2 separate regions of the Capra hircus genome follow, and region 1 is linked to region 2. Evidence: chromatin contacts called from public Hi-C data. All regions are on one chromosome and are shown on one strand. Each heading gives the region's core, a stretch centred on a gene start, on an enhancer-like site or on the middle of the called end of the contact. The rest is flanking DNA. Distances are from core to core; before and after follow the strand shown. Region 1 overlaps LMNA (lamin). Region 2 holds the start of MEX3A (RNA-binding protein MEX3A).

Region 1 (4,443 bases), core at 1,389-3,888, 41 kb before region 2:
AAGTGAAGGTCAAGCAGGTAAATATCAAGAGTTAAGAGGTAGTCCTGGACCAGCAAACAGGTCATGTGGCTCCAAATCCCAGGCTTCTTACTCAGTCCATGCTCCTGGGGGCATGTTCTGTGCCTGCCCTATGGGGAGGGGAGGGGCGGTGGGAGGGGGGGGGAGGCGGGGCAGCACCTGCTTCTGGAGCTGGCTGAGCTGGGCCGAGAGGCTGTCGATGCGGATTCGGGACTGCTGCAGCTCCTCGTGGGCGGCCCCCACCAGGTTGCTATTCCTCTCCGCTGACTGTCTGGCATTATCCAGCTGGGAGGGAGGGCACAGGGTTAGGGCTGCGGGGACCAACCAGGAAGGAGGCAGGGACCGGAGAAGGACATCGCTGCTGCAGCCCGAGGTCCGGAGCAATCTCCCACAGGACATCTCAGGGAGGGCAGCAGGGAGGGCTGCTGGGGACAGAGGCAGCATGGGAACCCCGGGAGAATGAGCACCTTGGCCGAATAGGTCTTCTCCAGTTCCTTCTTGTACTGCTCCACCTGGTCCTCATGCTGGGCCCGCAGCTCCTGCAGGGCATCCGCCAGCCGGCTCTCAAACTCTCGCTGCTTCCCATTGTCAATCTCCACCAGGCGCGTCTCGTGGCGGCGTTTGGTCTCACGGAGCTCCTGGAAGGGGTGGACCCAGAGACCAAAATCAGAACTAGGCCTTTGAGGATGAGGCCCAAGTGGCTGAGCTCCCAGCCCAATCCTAACACTGAACAAAGTCACTGTGAGCTCCGCTTTAACCTGGGGGCTGGCCACCACTCCCCCCAGCCCTCACCCCGACTCCCCATCACTAGTACAAGCCAGCCTGGCCGGGGGGCTCTGCACACAGCTGATCCCCCAGCCCAGCTCTGACATCTTTCACCACCCAGCCCCAGTCCTCCGGTCTGCAGGGCACAGTTCCCACCTCGCTGTAGATGTTCTTCTGGAAGTCCAGCTCCTCCTTCAGGGTTTGCAGCCGGTTCTCAGCATCCACTCGTCGCAGCATTTCATCCTGAAGTTGCTTCTTGGCCTCACCCAGGGCTGCCTCGAGCTGAGAGGAAGGGGACAGAGGTCAGGGAGGGGGGTCATAGGACACCAGAGCTGGAAGGAAGCTGAGAAGGGGGTCATGTCCAGCACCTCCCTTTGTATGTGGAGAAACAGGCCTAAGGGAGCAAGAGCCTTGGATGCCCACAGAGGTGATGACGCATCTACTTCACAGTAATGACCTTGGAGAGTTGCTGTGCTAATGAAAATATAGAGAGTGCCTCCTCTTTCTATAGCTGTATTTTGCTACAGCCACGGAAATATGCCCAGAGTACAGAAGGAACACGAGGGAAGGGACCAAAGTGTGCCTGGGGTGGTAGCGGGGGGCTTGTAGGAAGGCCTCCAGAGTCTGCGATCTGAAGGACAGGCGAGTGGGCAGACAGGAGCAAGTGCAAGGGCGCAGAGGCACGAAAGCACACATGTGCACTGCGGAAGGCTCAGTACTGCCGAAGCCGAAGGATGGGGCCCTGCGGGGAGAGTGACGGCAGAGGTGTCTGGACTGGAAGGCAGGGGCTGGGCCATGGATCCATGGATCGCACCCTTACTGCCACGAAAAGATCCTCTGAAGCCTGAGTAGGGGTGCACCTTTCCTAGATCTTCATCTTAGAAAGCACAAGCTGGGCGGTGCAGCTGGGAAGGGCTGGGGGCAGGGCCTGGGAGCAGAATGGCCCAGCCTTGATTTTCTGGCCAAACTGCTGGTTTCTCCCGGTCTCTCCACAGTGTACTCTGGTGGCAAGGCCTAGCAGGGAAGAGCGCCCTGGACAGAGGCTTGGTGGCTGACTCTAGTCCTGACCTTACTCTGAGCAGATGTGGCGGTGAGATTGGGAACAAGCCTGCTTCTTTGATTCTGTTGCCCAGCTTATACCATGAGACTAGACGCTGGAATCGACAGCAAAGTGTTTGAAAGTAAAGACCATCGTATACATTAAAAACATACGTCCATATATGGTCAGCCATCAGCTCCCAACTAGGGCTCTGTGGACAGTCTACACTCTCCTCTGATCTTCCAGAGAGGTCACGGCTGTCTATAGCAAGGCCAAACGGGAGGACTCCAGGGCCAGGCACGATTCATTTCAAAGTCAGATGGAAACGGTTTGTGGATTCTTTTAAATTCATGGTGCTAGACACCACGGGCAGCAGAGGAGGAAGCACTGTGGTCTGGATGGATGCAGCAATGCTAGGACACAGGAATGGCTCTGACGCGGTGGGACAGGCGCCTCCTGAGAATGCCTGGAGGGAGCAGTGAGTGTGCGTTTGGGCGGGGAGCAGGGTGCCCGCGTCTGGGTGGGTCTCGGGTGGGCCTCACCTTGGCCGCTTGCCCCCGAAGGTCATGCAGCTCGCCCTCCAGCGTGCGCTTCTCGCTGAGAGCAGTGCTCAGTGCGGCCTCCTTGGAGTTGAGCAGAGCCTCCAGGTCCTTGAGCCGGGCCTGGGCGGCCATCAGGTCTCCCTCCTTCTTGGAATTGCTGAAGAAGCCAGAAAAGAGTGGCTTTAAGAGGAGGAGTCTGCGTTCCTAGACAGAGTTAGGTCTCCCAGGGAGAGTGAGAAGTCAGGTCCTGGGAGGTCAGCGGCAGGACCTGGCTCTGCTATCCCCCAAGCTGCCAGGAGAGGGCATCCTTGGCTCTGGTTTGTTTGCGTCTGCCCGCCTCTGGGGCTGGACTCCCACTTCTCCCAAGGCCCCCCAAACCCCTTTCCTGCTTCTCCACCCTTCCCATGACTCAGTGCTCAGGAACGTGCCTGGGGCCAAGGGCAAAGCTCAATCCCATGAGCTGAATGCTTTTCCCTCTCTCCCCTCCCATTCCTTTCCAAAGAGACAGAACCACCTTTGTCTCCTGCCCCTTCTCACATAGGGCCTTAACCTTCTCCCCCTGACTCCACCCACCTTCCATTCAGCCCAGCCTCCTCCTCTGCAGGGATCCAGACTGCCAGGCTCCTAGCCCTGGGGTCTGAGTGTGCCTGACGCTTATCAGTTTGAGTGCTAAAAGTGTCAGTCACCTGCCCTAGTCCCTTTACACACCAGGGACTGCTGGGAGGGAAAGTTTGGTCAAAGCTCAGGGAGACCTGGAATGAAGACGAGCAGGCATTGTGTTGACCTTTTCCTTTCTCAGGCCCTGTCTGGGTCCCCTGATGGGGCAGAGCACAAGGGTTCCAGGCTTCCTCTCTCTCGGCCTCATCAGAGCCTGAGAATGCTGAGCCCAACCTATCGACCACAAGCCCAGCATCTGGTTCCAGATGTGACCCCAGGCCTCCAGGTCCATCTGGGCTCCAGCCGTGAACCTCCGCACTCCTCAAACTGGGTAAAGCTTTACCTAGAACCAGTTCAAACAGGGGGTGGCCTCTGCCACCTCCCTTCCCTTTCCGGGCCCCTGATTATTTCTGCTGGATAGCGACCTGGAGAAATAGACGGATCCTATTTTCTTAAAGACCTCTGGGGAATGCAAGAACTTCCCAGTTGGAATGATCCCTTCACCGATGTGTGGGGAGAGAAAGCACTAGACCCAGGGAGTGGAAGGAAAGAGCCCAGGGGCCTAGTCCTAGCTGCCATCTGCGACTCAGCAGACTTCAAGCATGAACCCACTTGGGCAGATGGGAAAAACGAAAAGCAAATGTGGGCAGGGGGAGAAAGAAATCTATCCTGGAAAGCAGAGAAGTGGCCCCGCCAACATTTTTCTCCTGCCACCAAGCCTGCAGCTCCAGGAGCCCCAGCAATTCAGTGTGAAGAAGGATGAAGAAGGCCCAGCAGGAGAAGCTCTGGACGGAGAGCTCAAGACTGGGGCAGTGTGCTTCTGCCACCAGCTTAGAAGTCTTCAATCAGGAGTCACCTCCCCTCCAACTGGGCTCCACTGCGAGGGGGACAGAGTGCCACCCCGGCAGGCAGGGGAAGGACGTGAAGATCTCGGGGGAGCACCCCCAGCCTTGCTCTGTCCAGGCCTCTGGCCACATTTCAGAACAAGCTGTTTAGAGCAAGAATGTCTGTCTCCTGTGAAAAGAGGCCCTTCCAGACCTGAAGGAGCTCTCCCCTCCTCCGTCTTAGCCAGAAAAGCTAAAAATAAAGTCAAAACCCAGCTCAGGTTTTGGCTGCCATCCGGCCCATCCCCTGGCTGGGAGCACAGCCCCAACTTTCCATGACTTCAGAACTTTTCCGAAGCTGAGGCAGCTGCAGGGGGAGGAAAGAAGAAGAAGAAAAACCGCTGGTAAAGTGAAGCGACACGGCAGACAAAGATTCCGAGCTCCTTGGGCTGACTCCAGGGCTGGCAGGGACTTCCCAGAACAGGCCTCCCTGCCCTGCAGGCTAACGGCTGGGAGGCTCTCAGAACTTAAGAGAACTGGGAGGAGCTTCGCATAGGTTCTGCTTAATCCCCTCCTTTTACAGATGAGGAAACTGAGG
Region 2 (4,698 bases), core at 1,587-4,086:
AAACAGTAACAATGAAAAAGCCCTCCCCTCTCAAGGTGCACGCCCCACCCCCTCTGCTGCACTCTGGCAGGTCCCCCACACAATTTGGAGGCACACACCTCTGTGTACACCCATGCCCCAGACCTAAGTGCGTTCACACACAGCCTGCCCTCCAGGTGCCAAGTGCCTCTCTTGCCTTGGATATTTGGAGTCAATGGGAGCCTGAGGGTGGACCCATGGCTCATGAATACACCCCGGGGGGCTGATTAGTCCTTGCTGGATCAGTGAGAGGGGGTCCAGCAGGGACTGCCCCTTCCTCTACCCCCTCTTTAGTCTGCCTCTTTGCATTCAGCAGCTGCCTCCTCCCCGCTCACTTACACTTGTTTCTGTTCTTTGTTTTCCTCCCTGGCCAAATCCCCAAGGCTTCTTTGATCATTAACCTCCTGCTTTAATTAGCTTAGTGGGGAGGAAAGTGGAAGCAGGGAAAATTCAGGAATGGGTGTCTAGGGGGAATCTCATTTTGGTGGGGACAGGAAGGCTTCGACCAGCTGGTGACAAAAATGCCTGGCACACGGTCAGACCTACACAAGTGTCTGCGATTTCTGATAATGTGCAAAACAGTCACCTGTCCACAGAGCGGGAAGCTTCCCCCACGGCTCCCAGGTCCCCCAGCCTGGGTTCCTGGGGTAGGAGAGTGGACAAGAGCAGGGAACAGCCAAAGGTCTCATCTCTCCAATTCTTCCTCTCTCACTCTTGCTTAGAGGTGGGAGCACTTAATCCCCAAAAAAAGGTTTGTTGCTAATTTTGTTTAATCTTTGATCCAGAGGGCATCTCATCCCCAATTCTGGGGCCTTCCAGTGTTTCTCTGTCATGGTTTCCTTCCCTGGATCTTCCGCTGGGCAAAGAGCAAGAGACCCACAGTAAGCCAACTCCCACGCCCTCCTGACATCCTCCTGTCTCCCACCCTCCCCTTGGTGTGCAAGTTTACTCTTTCCAAGAATCAATTTAGGGAACTGGGCTTCGCAGCTCAGCCCTCACAGCCTCACAGTGCCTGGTCTATGAGGTCATCTCCTCCGTTCCCCCATCCCCCTGCCTCCAAGCAGGACGTTACCTCACAAACTAGCTCAGATTTTTGGTTTCCAAGGCACTCCAAAAAAGAACACCCACCCATTCCTATCAAACTTTTTTGGGAAGTTCTTCTTAAAAGTCCGTCCTCAAGCCCTCAGGTTGCAGTGCCATCCTCTCTCTTACTGGGAAAGACCCAGGCATAAAAAGGGTGACAAAAGAAATGCCGAAGCTATGGGATAAGGGGAGAAGAAAAGATTGCATTACACTCCAACTTCCACAAACTCCCCTAAAAATGCCCAGCTCTCCAATTCACGACTTAAAAACTGATTTTTACTTTCACCTAATTTCCAGAGTCAAAGGAGCTGAATTAGTGGGTTTTCAATGGGGGAGAGGTGGGTGAGGCCAAGTGGAATGATGGTGACGGCTAAAGAACAGAGCACCTCCAAGCTAAACGGATGGCCCGGGCCTGAGGAAGTCTGGGTCTCCATTCCACCCGGTGTCTTCTTTCCTCCTTCCGTCGCACCCAAAGCTCGTGTGGCTCTCACCCGAAACTGTTAACTCCTATCATGCCTTTAAGACTTCCCTTGCCTCCCCGCTCTCGGTCCCGTACTTCTCTCCACCCCTTCATCCTCCTCACCTCATTTCTCCACAGCCCTCCCAGCTCCCCTCCACTGATCAGAAGGATGTTAACTAACTCACCTCCCAGTCGGTGCTTCTCTGATCTCCGAGACTGGGGGGAGGGAAGGGAGGAAGGGGGATGGCTTGCCGCTTGGGGAAGAGGGGACCCCGTCTTTTGCCAGGGGGTCCCACCCTCCAACCCGGCACCCCATCCCGGCCCCCCACCCCCTCCCCCCAGCGCGCAGAGCCGTGTTCTCCACGCATCGCCGCTGCGGGCTTTGTCTGCTCTGCGGAGAACCTCTGCCCGCGGCCCGGAGCCGGGATCGACTCTGGGAGAACGGGAGGGGGGAGCGGAGAGCGGAGAGGGAGCGCGGCAGGGAGGGGGAAGAGGAGAGAGAAAGCCAGAGAAAGCCGCAGTGGCCCAGCCGGGACAGCTCCCCGCCCTCTCCCCCCGCCTCATTACCATAAGAAAGAGGGACCTAAGACTGGCCGGGATCGCGAAGGAGCCCGTTTTGGGAGGGGGGCACACTCCATTAGCCTGTTTTCAACCCGTTCCGTTTCTGTACACTGACTCCTTTCCTCTTTAAAAATGAGGGACCTCGACTGCCTTCCCACCCCCGGCTTCGCCTCCCAGCAGAGCGTAAAGACCGAAGGCACATCCCTGTCTTCCTCGGGTCAAGGAATTCGTCCCCGCGCCCCCGAGGGCGGGAACTACAACTCCCGGCATGCCCCGGGCGCCCCCGGCGCGCCCCCCTCCCGTCAGTTCCATGCTGCTCCATCCAGTTCATTTAAAACAAAAGAGTTTGAGCGCTGGAAGGGGCTGGGCTCTATTGGGGGCCACTGAGCGCCGCTCCTGGACTGGGGCTCGGTGCGGGAGCCTAAGGGGGGCGTCTGGACGGTGGGGTCTAGAGACTCCCGGGACCGAGGCGGGAGGGGTGGGGGCAGAGATCCCGCAGCCCCCCGCCCCCCCGTCACCCCCGGAGAGGAGAGGAGATCTGCTTTCTCGGTTTTGCTTCTCTATCCCCCCACCCCCACCCCGGGGGCTGGGGCGAGGGGAGTCGGGTTACAGGGTGTTTGGGGAGGGGGGCTTAGAGGGAGGGTCTATCTTTCTATCTCGCTTTCTTCCCCCCTCCCCAGTTCTTTGTTCCCCCCTCCCCACACACCCCCCTCCTCTCCTCTCCCCTCCCCTCCTCTCTCCCCTTTTCCCTTCCACCACCTCTCTCTCTCCCTCTCTCTCTCTCCCCCAGCTTTTGTTTCGCCATGCCTAGTCTAGTGGTATCTGGAATAATGGAAAGAAATGGGGGCTTTGGAGAACTAGGATGTTTCGGGGGAAGCGCTAAGGACCGAGGGCTGCTGGAAGACGAGCGCGCCCTTCAGCTGGCTCTCGATCAACTCTGCCTCCTGGGTTTGGGGGAGCCCCCCGCCTCCACGGCGGGCGAGGACGGGGGAGGTGGGGGGGGCGGCGCCCCCGCGCAGCCGGCCGCCCCCCCGCAGCCGGCCCCGCCGCCGCCGCCCGCGGCGCCCCCGGCCGCCCCGACGGCGGCCCCCGCGGCGCAGACGCCCCAGCCCCCCACCGCCCCCAAAGGGGCCAGCGACGCCAAGCTCTGCGCTCTCTACAAAGAGGCCGAGCTGCGCCTGAAGGGCAGCAGCAACACCACCGAGTGTGTACCAGTGCCCACCTCCGAGCACGTGGCAGAGATCGTGGGCAGGCAAGGTAAGCGGGCGCCGGGACCGCGGAGAGGGGCTGGAGTTGGGGGGCACCCCATCCCTAGCATGGAAAGTTCACTTCCTCCCTCCTTGCCCGCCTCTGGCTCAGTCCCTTCCCCACAAAGGGGGACCCGCCCCCTACCCTGATTCCGAAGTGCCTCAAAGTTCCCTGCTACCCCCTAGTTGGAACTGTCCTCCAGATCCTTCCTTCCCTAGGGCTCTGCCCTTAGACAAAGAAATATCCTCTCTCGGAGAGAGGGAAAAGGGAGGGGGATCGGTTTTCCAATCCGGGGAGGCTGTCCGGAGGGGGTGTCCACTCGTAGCCAGAAAAACTGGCCGAATGTGCAAAAGAGTTACTCAGGAGCCCCAACTACGGCATCTACTAGTGGTTTGGGGAGGGGGCACCCCTGGGACCCCCAGCCACCTGGAGTTACAGACTTTGGGGGAGACCTGGCCCAGGAAGGCAGACTGAGTATCTGTCTCTTTGTTGGGCTGAGTGTAGGAATGGAAGGGGGTGTGGCTCATGGGAGGGTCCCAGCCTGGGGGTGAGGTGGGGAAGGGGGGCTGCTGGGAGGAGGGAGTCCCGTGGTCACCCGCACACTAAAGTTGGATGGTCTATGAGATTTTGGAAGGGGTGCCTCCAGCGAAGTGCCACGTCCCGGTGTGGACCTCTTCTCCTCCCTCTCAGGCTTTTGTTCTGGGCTGGCCACGGCAAGGGGCCAGAGGCCTGGAGAAGGGTCTCTGGTAGTGAGAGAGTAGGACTGGGTGGGAAGGGGCATGCTGAGGGGTGAGGAACCATCACCTGGAGATTTGCTGGAGGGCATGGGTCTGGGTGTGTTGTTGGGGAGGGGGTGTGGGTACAGAATTAATCCAATGTAGAGTGTCTGATACCACACCCTCCTCTGCTCCAGCATCCCTGGGCGGGTGGGGGTGGGAATGTTGGTAAGGGTCCAGATTGAGCAGACGGGATCCTGGGGACCCTTCCCTCTCCCAGTTTCCCAACGGGGAGTGGGGGGGGGGGGCGGGATTTGGAAATTGCAAGGGGGCTGGACTGGGGAGGTGTGGGGTGGGGGAGGAGCAGGGGAGGAGCTGTCCCACAGTGGGGAACAATAGAGAAGCTGCATTCCGGCTGGGAGTGAAGGAGGAGGCCGGCTGCTGGCTGGTGAGGAGGGGAGGCAGGTCAGGGGGGCCCCTACTCCACATCACACCTCGTCTACCCGAAGTGTGGGGGGTTGGGGGGATTTTGCTGGGAGATCCAGAATGGGGGAGGGAAAGATGCCACTCCCCGGCGTAGCCCTCATCCCCCTGGGGCACCCCATCTCTTGG

The links. A called contact is a pair of places that touch in the nucleus more often than the background predicts.
Region 1: a Hi-C map of blood shows a contact between it and region 2, with 1.8 times the contacts expected there. The contact joins the enhancer-like site here to the promoter of MEX3A in region 2. A contact is called at or near these places in 4 of 5 Hi-C or Micro-C datasets (blood and liver).

The regions. Positions count from the first base shown.
Region 1 is chr3:105,469,551-105,473,993 of ARS1.2, reverse strand. LMNA (lamin) reads right to left here. Exons shown (of 13, transcript XM_018046279.1): 3 at 2,365-2,521; 4 at 940-1,065; 5 at 486-656; 6 at 178-303. Among named protein-coding and RNA genes, the nearest start is that of SEMA4A, 16 kb to the left of the region's middle. Within about 2 kb of position 2,638, at least 5 of the 5 cell types and tissues checked have an H3K27ac peak or open chromatin away from gene starts, as enhancers often do.
Region 2 is chr3:105,428,225-105,432,922 of ARS1.2, reverse strand. MEX3A (RNA-binding protein MEX3A) reads left to right here and starts at 2,836. Exons shown (of 2, transcript XM_018046277.1): 1 at 2,836-3,379. The coding sequence starts at 2,926.